Linked DNA regions of Mus musculus: region 1 is linked to region 2. Evidence: chromatin contacts called from public promoter capture Hi-C data. All regions are on one chromosome and are shown on one strand. The core of a region is the stretch at or near the end of the contact, and the rest is flanking DNA. Distances in the headings are between cores, read along the strand shown. Region 1 holds the start of Trim26 (tripartite motif-containing 26). Region 2 holds the start of Ier3 (immediate early response 3).

The links. Promoter capture Hi-C pulls out the DNA fragments that hold promoters and counts their contacts.
Region 1: a promoter capture Hi-C map of pre-B cells shows a contact between it and region 2, with 7 times the contacts expected there. The contact joins the promoter of Trim26 here to the promoter of Ier3 in region 2. A contact is called at or near these places in 2 of 39 promoter capture datasets (hippocampal neurons and pre-B cells) and 1 of 115 datasets of contacts at active chromatin or transcription factors (pancreatic cancer cells).

The regions. Positions count from the first base shown.
Region 1 is chr17:36,835,301-36,840,821 of GRCm38.p6, forward strand. It overlaps Trim26 (tripartite motif-containing 26), which reads left to right and starts at 1,846. Exons shown (of 10, transcript NM_001025599.3): 1 at 1,846-1,964; 2 at 2,165-2,272.
Region 2 is chr17:35,818,259-35,824,127 of GRCm38.p6, forward strand. Ier3 (immediate early response 3) reads left to right here and starts at 3,455. Exons shown (of 2, transcript NM_133662.2): 1 at 3,455-3,670; 2 at 3,780-4,653. The coding sequence starts at 3,461. The coding sequence ends at 4,052. Flot1 (flotillin 1) reads left to right here and starts at 5,099. Exons shown (of 13, transcript NM_008027.2): 1 at 5,099-5,243; 2 at 5,549-5,605; 3 at 5,869. The coding sequence starts at 5,563.

The DNA.
Region 1 (5,521 bases), core at 596-3,095, 1.0 Mb after region 2:
AATCCAGGTTTTCTACGAGAATAATTGCCCTTAACTTCTGAGCCATCTCTCCACACCCACATCTAAAAAAAAAAACCAAAAAAACAAAAAAACAAAAAACAACAACAAAAAACCCAAAAACAAAAAACAACAACAAAAAAAAAACCCACTATCAGTGTATGAGACATGCATAAATAAATCAAAATAGATTAATGTATGGTGGGTTACCCATTTAGACAGTGAATGAAAAAACAAGTGTTAGTCAACCGAGAGTCACCCACATTTCCAAAACCAAGCTCCCCTATCCCCTGCCCTTCAATCCTCATCATTACTAAAGACCAATGGGACCTGGCTTTTTTTTCACTTTCGCCACTGTCCTGCATTTTCACTATATGCATGTTCCATACCCCATATTATAAAGCCTGCACCATCACAGCCTGCCCTGCTTCTCACTCCACTTCCAATAAATCTTTTTCATGAGCTCTGTTGTGTAATATGATTTTTTTTTTTTTTGGCAGCATTCCTTGGCTCTGACCATCGTTGAGGTACTCCCTGTGACTATTCCTTAAGTATGGAGAAGATTTTTATTGTAGATATAAGGGAAACGCAGGCAGAGTGGGAAGAACCGGTACTGAATATGGGCAGCCTGGTCTACAGAGCGAGTTCCAGGACAGCCAGAGCTACATAGTGAGACTCTGTCTCTAAACAAAACAAAACAAAGCTCCCACCCCCAATATCAACTGAAAGAGCAGGTATCTAGTGATTTTAGGGTGTGCTGAGATCAAAGTCCAGAGCACAGGCATCCAGAACTCCGCTCCACCCCCTACAACAGCTCACAGGAAACTCAAAAGCACTCCCCATATGTTGGTGAAATGTTAGGACTTAGGACTCGGAGCCCTCCTGCAGCTCGGACTACTTCTTTGGAAGTAGCAGGAACTGTGGATTTCCTGCAGAGCAGAAAGCTGTGTGCAAAAAGGGCTTTCAGGCTAGTGGGCGTGGTCGAGTCCTTGGCTGTGGAGCTGCAGGAGGCTCTCAAAGCTCCTGTAGAGGGCCTCAGTACCAGATATTGCAGGTTCTGTAGTTTTTCTCAGTTTTCAACAAATTCCCCCTTCGTAGCCCAGGCTGGTATTGAACTCTAATGCCTCGGTTTCCCTAGCGCCAGGATCTTTAAATGTTTTGCATTTATTTATTTAGCGTAGGTGGAGAGTGCATGTGCTTGTGGAGCTTAGAGGACAACCAGAATAGATGTTCTCATGTCCCATCATGTGGGGGATATGGGATTTGAAAGCCAGTCATCTGATTTGGTGGCAAGCATCTTTACCCACTGAACTATCACTGTGGTGTGGGGTGGAGTGTGGAATGTGTATGTGTGTTTACTTTGTTCTGTACAGCAGGAACAGCACCTGCCTTGTGTAAGGAAGGCTAGTTGTCAAAAATGGTTCATCCTAGCCAGGAGCTTCGAAAATGATATTTGTGATGGATCTTGGAAAAACTTGATAGACTGGTCTGATCTTAGTTAGAGGCAGGCCCTGAGGAGGAAACCCCATCTAAAACCCAGCCCTTGCAGACACCCCAGCCCACCCCTAACCGCAGGGAATCAGAAATGGGGTCTCGAAAGCTATGGGGGCTTCAGCACCCTAACCTACACGAGGCCTCGCGCGACCTCAGCAGCTGGAAGACAACCGTGACGCACTGGCCGCTTCCGATTTCACTTTCCTTTTCTCGGGCCCGGCCGCTTCACCTCTTTGGCCGCTGCCTGGGGATTTGCCCAGTGATCAGTGACGTCAAGAATCCTGAAGTTCCCATTGGAGGATGGAGTTTGGCAAGAGCCAATCCCAGGGCTGGTCCCAGAGAAATCTCGGCGGAGGGCCCGGAGCTCCCGGAGACTGCTGGGCGGGGAGACTGTGGTGCCGGCTGCTTGCTCAGGACCTACCCCGCGGAGCAGCTCCAGGGAGAGGAGTGACCCGGCCCGGAGAGCGGCGCGGGTGAGTGCGGTTTGCACTGGTGAGGAGACGCGGAGGAGCGGCCGCCGTGCGACCCGGGTGGGGACAGCGAAGGCGGCCGCGGGCCCTGGGCAGGGCTAACCAGGCCCGGGCGCGCGGGACGGCGAGCTCGCGTGAGCGCCGCGTCCCCGGCTCGCCTTTGGGCCTTTCGCCCTGAGCTCGCCGTGTTCCTTCCTCCTCAGGTCCAACCCAGACTTACTTCAGTCTCTTCCAGTCCCCAGAGCCAGAAGTGAGCGGGACCCGGATGACGTTCCACCTGGTGGCTTGGAGCCCTGCATGACCAGAAGCAGGTCTTATATTTATGTATCTGTTTATTTTTTTTTTATTTATTTATCCTCAGAGTAAACTGGTTTAGCTAGTTGTACCAAGAGCTGTGCGTTCGTTATCACTGATGATTTTACTACCTAATTAGCTTAGGAAAAGAAAGTATAAACCTGGCTGTGGACTGGTGCACGCCTTTACACCCAGTGCTTGGGAGTTAGAGGCCAGTCTGGTTTACAGACTAAATGAATTCTAGGATAACCAGGGCTACAAAGAGAGCCCCTGTCTTGACCCCCACCCCCACCCCCACCCAAAAAAAAAAAAAAGAAAAGAAAAGAAATGTATGAATTTAACTTTGGGAAGTGAATAGGAGGAGACACTTAACAATTCCCCGTACATTCCAGATTTTGACAACACAACCATTTGTGTGTGTTTCAAAGAAGGGAAGAATGACATGCGCTCGTTCATGCATGCCTGAACCCCTTGTTAGTGAGATGGATTCATGATGCCTAGAGTATTCCTCCCAAGTTAAAACAAACAAACAAACAAACCCATATTTTTCTAAAAGAAAGCTTTCATTAATGCCTTTAAAACTGCAACTTTTAAATTTGATAATGATGACGATGGTGATGACAACGACAGGGTGTCTCCATGTATCCAAAATGGTCTGAAACTGACCATGGCAGCCCAGGTTAGCCTCCTGCCTCGAGTGCTTCGATTACAGAGATTACAGGCATCTGCCCACACTTTTGAATACACTTAATTTTTTTTAGAACAGTTGTACATTTACAGAAAAAATTGAGAAAACAGTGTGTGAAGTGTCTATAACTCCCAACTGATTTCCTTTCATTGACAAATAACACATTATTATTGGCCAAAGTCCACACACTATATTTATTCACCTTTTCCTTTTCACCTTATCCCTCCATATTCTCACCCAGGTTGCTGCACTGCATTGGTTTTTAGATTTGGTTTCAGAGTTTTCAGAGACACTTATGTAATGGATACCTCAGATAATGAACACACGAGGAGAAAGGTTGATTTTGGTTCACAGGCTTAGAAGTTGCAGCATATGACCCATTGGTACCTGTTGATCTGGGCCTACCATGAGGCAGCAGGCACAGAGAGAGCAGTGCGCAGAAGAACAAAACCACTCATGTAATAGGCAGGAAGAGAGGAGAAAGAGATACATCAGCATGCCACAGCCCCCTTCTATGATGCTATCTCAGTGTCCTAAAGTGGTACACCTCGTAAGGTCTGAATTGGTTTTCAGTAGTGCTGATGCAAGGAACAAGCCTCTGTAGACCAGGCTGGCCTCGAACTCAGAAATCCGCCTGCCTCTGCCTCCTGAGTGCTGGGATTAAAGGCGTGCGCCACCACGCCCAGCAGAACAAGCCTTTTTCACGTGGACTTTTGAAGCATATTCTGATATAAACACTTGGATGTGTGTTTGTATGGTATATCTTACTATTTTTTTTTATTTATTTTTCTTATTCACTTTACATCCTGTTCACTGCCCCCTTCCAGGTCACCCCCTCCCACAGTCCTTCCCCTATCCCTCCTTCCCTTCTCCTCTGGGGTAGGCGATGACTCTGGGTGTCCCCTCCAACCCCCAACATTTTAAGTCTCTGAGAGGCCGGGTGCTTCCTCTTTCACTGAGGCCGGCAAGGCAGCCTAGCTAGAACAGATCCTACACGTGGGCTTTTGGGATAGCCCCAGCTCCAGTTGATTAGGACCCACATGAAGCTGCACATCTGCTGCTACATATGAGGGAGGAGGCCTAGGTCCAGCCCGTGTGTATGTTCTTTGGTTGGTAGTTCATACTCTGAGAGCCACTCTTAAGATTGGGTTTGTGTGTTAAAGAATACAGTTAAGTTGCCATATTCAGCACAGCTTAGTAAGGATTTCATGTCAAGATTTAGGTGCAGCCCTCCTCACCCAGCTGAGTGTTTGCTGGTTTTCTACATTGTCAAGTTTTGCATTGCAGTTTTTTCCCTTTGCATACAGTATTACTGGGAAGGAAGTCACTTTGTTCATCTAAGGAATTAGGGAGTTACGGATTTTAAATTATTCCCTGTGGGAAATGTGTCCACTTCATTAATTTGTTCATCTCTTTATATCAGTATGGACTTGCAGGTATTGATACTTGCAAGATTGGATTACAGTCCAATAGTGCTTTTGTTGTTGTTGTTGTTGTTGCTGCTGAAATCAGTGCAGCTTTGAGTATTGAAAGCTGATTGCCTCCATGTCTCTCCTCTTTTAATGATGCCTTTTGAGTAAACACTCGTGTATACGTGACCTTCCAAACTTCAGACAACTTGGCCAAACAATTTCCTTTGCTAAGAGATAAGAAAATCTGGGTCTGGGGAGTTGGCTCCATGGTTAACAGGATTTCTTGTTCTTTGAGAAGACCTAGGTTCAGTTTTCAGTACCCACATGGCTCGTAACCATCTATATATAACTCCAGGTCCAGGATATCTAACACCCTCCTCTGAACTCTGCAGGCACTGCATGCATGTGGTGAGAAAACACCTGCACCCACAAAATAAATCTAAAGACTTGAGAAGGAGGGGGGGAGGAAGAGGAAAGGAAAGGGTCTTGCCAGACGAAGTGGTGATTGCCTATACTCTCAGCACCTGAAAGGCAGAGGCAGGCAGATGTTTGTGAGTTTGAGGCCCCTTTGATATACATAGAGAGTAGCAAGCCAGCCATAGTCGCATAGTGAGACCCTGTCTCAGAGAGGAGAAAGAAGATGCAGGGGGATTGGTAAGGAAACTGAAGTACAAAGGTGGGGAATGACTTGTTAGTTGCTACAAGAGAATCACAAGCAGGACTGAGACTGCATCTGTTACTGCAGAACTCCGAAAACCTCAGGTAAAACCTTTTAAGTGAATGCTTCTGCGAGGGGGATGGGGGGGGGGGGAAATCCAGCTCCCAGGATCACAATGGAAAATACACGGGGAGACATTTGTAGCAAACAAAGGCTTAGCTTAAGATTGGCATTTAAAATGGGATAGGAGAGCCAGGGGTGTGGTGGCACATGCCTTTAATCCCAGCACTCGGGAGGCAGAGGCAGGCGGATTTCTGAGTTGAGGCCAGCCTGGTCTACAAAGTGAGTTCCAGGACAGCCAGGGCTACACAGAGAAACCCTGCCTCGAAAACACCAAAAAAAAAAAAAAAAAAAAAAAAAATGGCCAGATTGATGGAAATGGGCTATTAGAATACTGACCTTCCCCGAGTGGGTGAGGGAAGGAAATCTGTGTGGGTGTGGCAGAAAA
Region 2 (5,869 bases), core at 2,205-4,704:
GTTGAATATAGCTCAGTGGTAGAACATAAGGCTAGCATACACGAGGCTCTATTTAAAGTCCCCATTTAAAAAGAAGAAAAGAAGTCCCATTTTTTTTAAATTAAATGTATTCATTTTATTTTATTTGTGAGCAGTTTTGCCTGCAGGTATGTCTGGGCACCCATCTGTGTATCTGTTTCCAGGGGAGATTGGAAGAAGCCATTAGAACCCCTGGGACTAGCCAGGCGTGGTGGCACATGCCTTTAATCCCAGCACTTGGGAGGCAGAGGCAGGCGGATTTCTGAGTTTGAGGCCAGCCTGGTCTACAAAGTGAGTTCCAGGACAGCCAGGGCTACACAGAGAAACCCTGTCTCGAAAAAACAAAACAAAAACAAAAACAAGAACCCCTGGGACTGGAGTTATGGATGATGGTGAGCCACCATGGGGACACTGGGATTCTAAGTCAGGCCCTCTGCAGGAGCAGAGACACTCGTATCCTCCGAGCCACCTCTCCAGCTCCCCAGCCTTTCTTAGGACATTGTTTATCTGAGAAGTCTAGAGGAATTTATTAATGTTCAGAAGCTTGCAGGACCCAGCTGGTCTAAGGATACTGTGTGTGCATGGTTCTGCATATAGTTCTTTATTTTCTTTTTCTTTTTTTTTTTAAAGATTTATTTATTTATTTATTATATGTAAGTACACTGTAGCTGTCTTCAGACACTCCAGAAGAGGGCGTCAGATCTTGTTACAGATGGTTGTGAGCCACCATGTGGTTGCTGGGATTTGAACTCCAGACCTTCAGAAGAGCAGTCGGGTGCTCTTACCCACTGAGCCATCTCACCAGCCCTAGTTCTTTATTTTCATCTTCACTTAATAAGATTATGGAGGGACTGGAGAGAAGCCTCAGCAGTCAGGAGAACCTGCTGCTCCTGCAAAGGCCCTAATTTGGTTCTTAGCACCCAAATCAGGCAGCTTATACCCCACCTGTAAATCCTGTTCCAGGGGTTCCAGCACCTTCTTATGGCTCTTTTGGTCCTTGCACATGTGGGGTGCACATATATGCATGTACACACACACACACACACACACACACACACACACACACACGTTTTTAAGGATGATTGAGCAAGAACTGCTTGCAAGGCCCTGTGCTGGGTTCTATGAAGGACAGGGTGTGTGAACCACAGCGTCTGACTGAATGATGGGGAAAATCATATATACTCACCAGGCTCACATGAGATAAAGTTCCGACCCAGGTACAGCCCAGAGCCCTGGAGCCCCTGAATGTCCTTTCTCCAATGACACTCAATGGATTACCTAAATCAAGTGATCTCATGCTAGTCCTGGAGCCTCATTTCAGTCAGGTTGCTGTTAGTCCCTGCCCGAGGTCCCTACAGTAGCTTGTTGCCCCTCATATTCTTCCCCTCGGGGGCATGGTCCTCATCCCAGGCAGCTTCCAGTTTAGACTGCTCTTATTCCTGGCCTGTGCTCTATGATCTGGGGTCAAACGTGGGTTTTCAGCCTGTCTGGTGAGCTCTCCTCTCTGCCCAGCTCCTCTCCCACCATCCCACTGTTAGCACTTTCCATGACTCCTACACAGGAAACTTACTGTGAGGTGGCTTTTCTTGAGATTCCCCCAAATCAATCCTGTACTTTTCCAGCTTTGAGCCTCTGCTGATTTTTTTCTTTTTTTTCTTTTTTCTTTTTTTACAGTCACCCTTTACATCTGCATGTGTCATATCCCACCTAACGGGTCATCTCAAATGTCACCCCTGACTGAAGCCTCCCTTACTATGAGTCAGATGTGAACACTAACTCCTCAGGGTCCCCATCAGAAGAGTCTGGTCATGGTTCCCTCCTAAGTCCAGGGGATAAAATCTTTCAGACCAAAGTGACAGATTTACCTGGCTTGCTTTCCTCTCATGGAACTGAGCTCGGAGCTCTCAAGAGTGCACATATATTCATATATAATTCAATTGCTTATTCGGGAGTGTGTATGTGTGGGCATATGTGACCACGTATGGGAGTCAGAGGGTGACTTTCTAAGAATTAGTTATCTTCTTTGACCACGTGGATCCCAGGGATCAAACTCAGGACATCAGACTGAGCCATCTCACCCAAATTGTTTGTTTTAAGATATCTCTCTTACTCTCTCTCTCTTTTTTTTTTCTTTTTTTTCTTTTTTAGTTTTTCGAGACAGGGTTTCTCTGTATAGCCCTGGCTGTCCTGGAACTCACTCTGTAGACCAGGCTGGCCTCAAACTCAGAAATCCACCTGCCTCTGCCTCACAAGTGCTGGGATTAAAGGCATGCACCACCACGCCCAGCGATATGTCTCATTTTTACTTTATGCATATGAGTCTTTTGTCTTTGAGTATGTATGTGTACCACATGCATGTAGATGCCTACAGAGATCAAAAAGGGAAAAGGGCATCAGATCTCCTGGGACTGGATGCGAGATGCCACTTGAGTTCTGGAAACTGATTCCAGGTCCTCTGCAAAAGCAGCAGTGTTCTTAAGAACTGTGCCACCAGTGTCTCCCCCCCCCCCCCTTCTATGTTATGGTTTTGGTTTGTTTGTTTGTTTGTCGTTTGAAACTGGAGCTTGCTTTGCTGTGTCTTCCTGCCTCCGCTTGGCAGGCTGGGAAGAGGGCTGAAGTTTCATGTTGTGATGGGTAGTTTCCACCACACTTTCACTCGGACTGTTAGAGGTGCTCAGAAATGTTGACTTCTGTGTTCAGGGAAAGCGGTCTCTCAAGCATTACGGGGATCCCGTGGGTTCCTAATGGTGCTATTGACGACGGGCACAAAGTCTCATAATTTTAGAAACTTCACTTATTTTGTGACCCACCTAGTATGGGGCAAAGGCAGGAGCTTCGGACTTCCTGTCTTCCCTCTATCCCTTTGAATAGCGTCTCGGGAGTGTCCCTAAGTAACCATTGCAGTTTTGTGTCCGTGTGCTCTGTTGAAATCTCTGTGATGTGTGTATGGTTTTCACGTGAACGGAGGCAGGCAGAGCCCGGTCTGTGGGTTCTAGTGTGTTCTTTATCTTCTTGGAAGTTTGTGCAATGACTTCCCTCCTGTTTCCTGCGCATACCTCCAAGTAAGTACGTGAATGTGTTTTCTGTGGTCCCTTGATCTTGCTGGACTTCACTAAGGAGGGTGGCTGGACCATCTGCTACGTGTCTGAGAGCCCCTCTCTAGCTACCTCATGTCCGGACGTGAGCTTACTCCCAATGTTTTTACCCACAAGCATTCACTACTCCCAGGAAAGAACGTGCACTGGGGCACCTAGAGAATAACCAATCAAGGCTCCGCCTACATTTTGCTTCCTCCTTGGAATTTCCAGCCCCTTGCAGCCAACTGCTCCCCAGCTGCGAAGGGCGGAGTTCCCCCCGGCCCGGCCCCTTCTTTGGCTCTATAAGTAGCTCTGCTTTGCGGGGGATTTGCACTCCTCTACACTCTCTGCACAACGTCTAAATTATGTGCCACTCGCGCAACCATCTCCACACCATGACTGGCCTGAGGGCCCCTTCTCCAGCTCCCTCCACCGGCCCGGAACTCCGGCGGGGCTCTGGTCCCGAAATTTTCACCTTCGACCCTCTCCCGGAGCGGGCCGTGGTGTCCACCGCGCGTTTGAACACTTCTCGCGGGCACCGAAAACGCAGCCGAAGGGTGCTCTACCCTCGAGTGGTGAGTATCGCCCGAGTGGGCATCAGGAGGTCGCGTCGCCCTGGAACTTGTAGGTAACAACTAGGCGCAGGGACCTTCGATCTGACGTTTCCCTCTTTTATCTGCTCAGGTCCGGCGCCAGCTACCAACCGAGGAACCCAACATTGCCAAGAGGGTCCTCTTTCTCCTGTTCGCCATCATCTTCTGCCAGATTTTGATGGCTGAAGAGGGTGTGTCGCAGCCCCTGGCTCCGGAGGATGCTACCAGCGCCGTGACACCTGAGCCCATTTCTGCGCCCATTACTGCGCCCCCGGTCCTCGAGCCTTTGAACCTGACCTCGGAGTCCTCGGACTATGCGCTGGATCTTAAAGCTTTTCTCCAGCAACATCCGGCGGCCTTCTAAACGCGATGGGTCACAGTCCGAAGAAACAAAGGCACCATGGATGGGTACCTGGTGCGAGAGAACGTATCCCAAACTGGGATTTCTAAGGCAACGCTAACTCAGAACACTACCGCCAAGAGACACCGCGGGTCCTGGCTAGGCCCACTGGGGACGGACAGAGACTTTCTCCGTGTCTAATTAATATTTATGTATTTATGTATATCCTCCTAGGTGAAGGAGGGGTGTATGTAATATTTATTCTAACTTATGCAGGGGTGCGAGATATGCCTCCCTGCTGTAACACAGATATTTATTACGATTTATAGGGTCGGTAAGACAGAGTTGTGGGAGGGAGGACCCGGGTGGTAGGACTCCCAGCTTGGGGATTAGTCTGGGGGGGGTGTAATAAGATTAGGGGTAACACTCCGTCTTCCAGCACTTCAACTCTGTAGTCTGTTGTAAGGCTTTGGAAGACCCTTGGGAATCCGGCCTTTGATGTCTTCTGGTTGCTTCTCAGGGGCAGCTGCAGGAGTCTTGGGTCCATGGATTGTCAGAGGGCGGCTGTCTGGGGTCGCCTAGTATGTATGTTCTGTGAACACGAATAAACTTGATTTGCCTGTCATTATTATCTGCAGTTCTCGAAGTGTATCATTCAAGCGGGGGGGAGGGGGGAGTGGCGGGAGGATGTGACTAGGTGCCCAGTCCTCACCCTTTCTTGGGTCCTGAACTCTTTCTTGGAGTTACAGACCTATATCCGGTCACCGGATGCAGTCATACATTGCTGGGTGTGCGGTTTTCCCAGTTAGAGAGTGGTGTGGCAACCTGCTTACTCATGGCAGGCGGCGGGTATTCAGGAACCAGAGTGGAAGGGCGTGGCCTCGGTTGGGGGCGGAGCTTCCACGCCAATGCTTCGAGCGGGGGGGGGGGGGGGTTGGTTGTTGGTGGGGGGGAGAATGTCTGGCATCCCCCTGGGCTGCCGAGAACTGTAGTGCTGCGGACCCGAGCGGAGCCTGCCGGGAAAGGGGCGGACCGAGGGGTTGGGAGGGGGCGGGGTCGCGTCTGTTGCTGCAACAGGGTGCGGCCGGGTGGGGGGCGCAAGTGCAGCTTCCACTAAGCCGGGTGTCCGAGCAGTCCCCACCCCGTTCTGGGGTTCTGCGGGCCTCCGCGCTTCTCAAGACCCCGGTGGGGTTGCTTACGGGGACGTTCCGGAAGGTGAGTGGGGATGGGAGGCGGAGCCTTGGGCTACTGAAGAGCCTGGAGGCTGCGGAACTGCTGCAGACCCCTGGGCGCGGGAGAGCTTTGTGTGGTAGAGGGGCTAGGGGGCGCGGTGAGAGGAAGACTGTGAGAATCAACTGGCACAGAGGAAGAAGTCCGGGGGGGGGGTGTCTTAGGACTGTCACAGGGGCGCTCAAGGGACTGGGCGGTGGCAGAGGCAGTTGGTGCTCCTGATAGGAGGGTAAGGAGGTGCCACAGGGCCCCTTCCCCTTTGCAAAGGCTTCCTCTCTATTCCTCTCCAGCTGCAGCTTCAACCATGTTTTTCACTTGTGGCCCAAATGAGGCCATGGTGGTCTCCGGTAAGTCTCCTCCCAGCCAGTGACACCCACCCCACGCCCTCCCTTAAACCTGACCTATGCCCCCTCCTGTCCGCACCAGCTTCCCAGCCCTTACGTTCTGCCTGCGACGGCCACAAACCACCTGTGATTCCCAGCCTCCAAAGCATAGAATTCTCCCCACCCCCACCCCCACCCCAGCATCCAGATTCTCCTCATGGGCGTTCCACCTTTTACCCCAATGGTCTTCAGCTTTGCCACGGTCACATTATGCCCCCACAATACAGG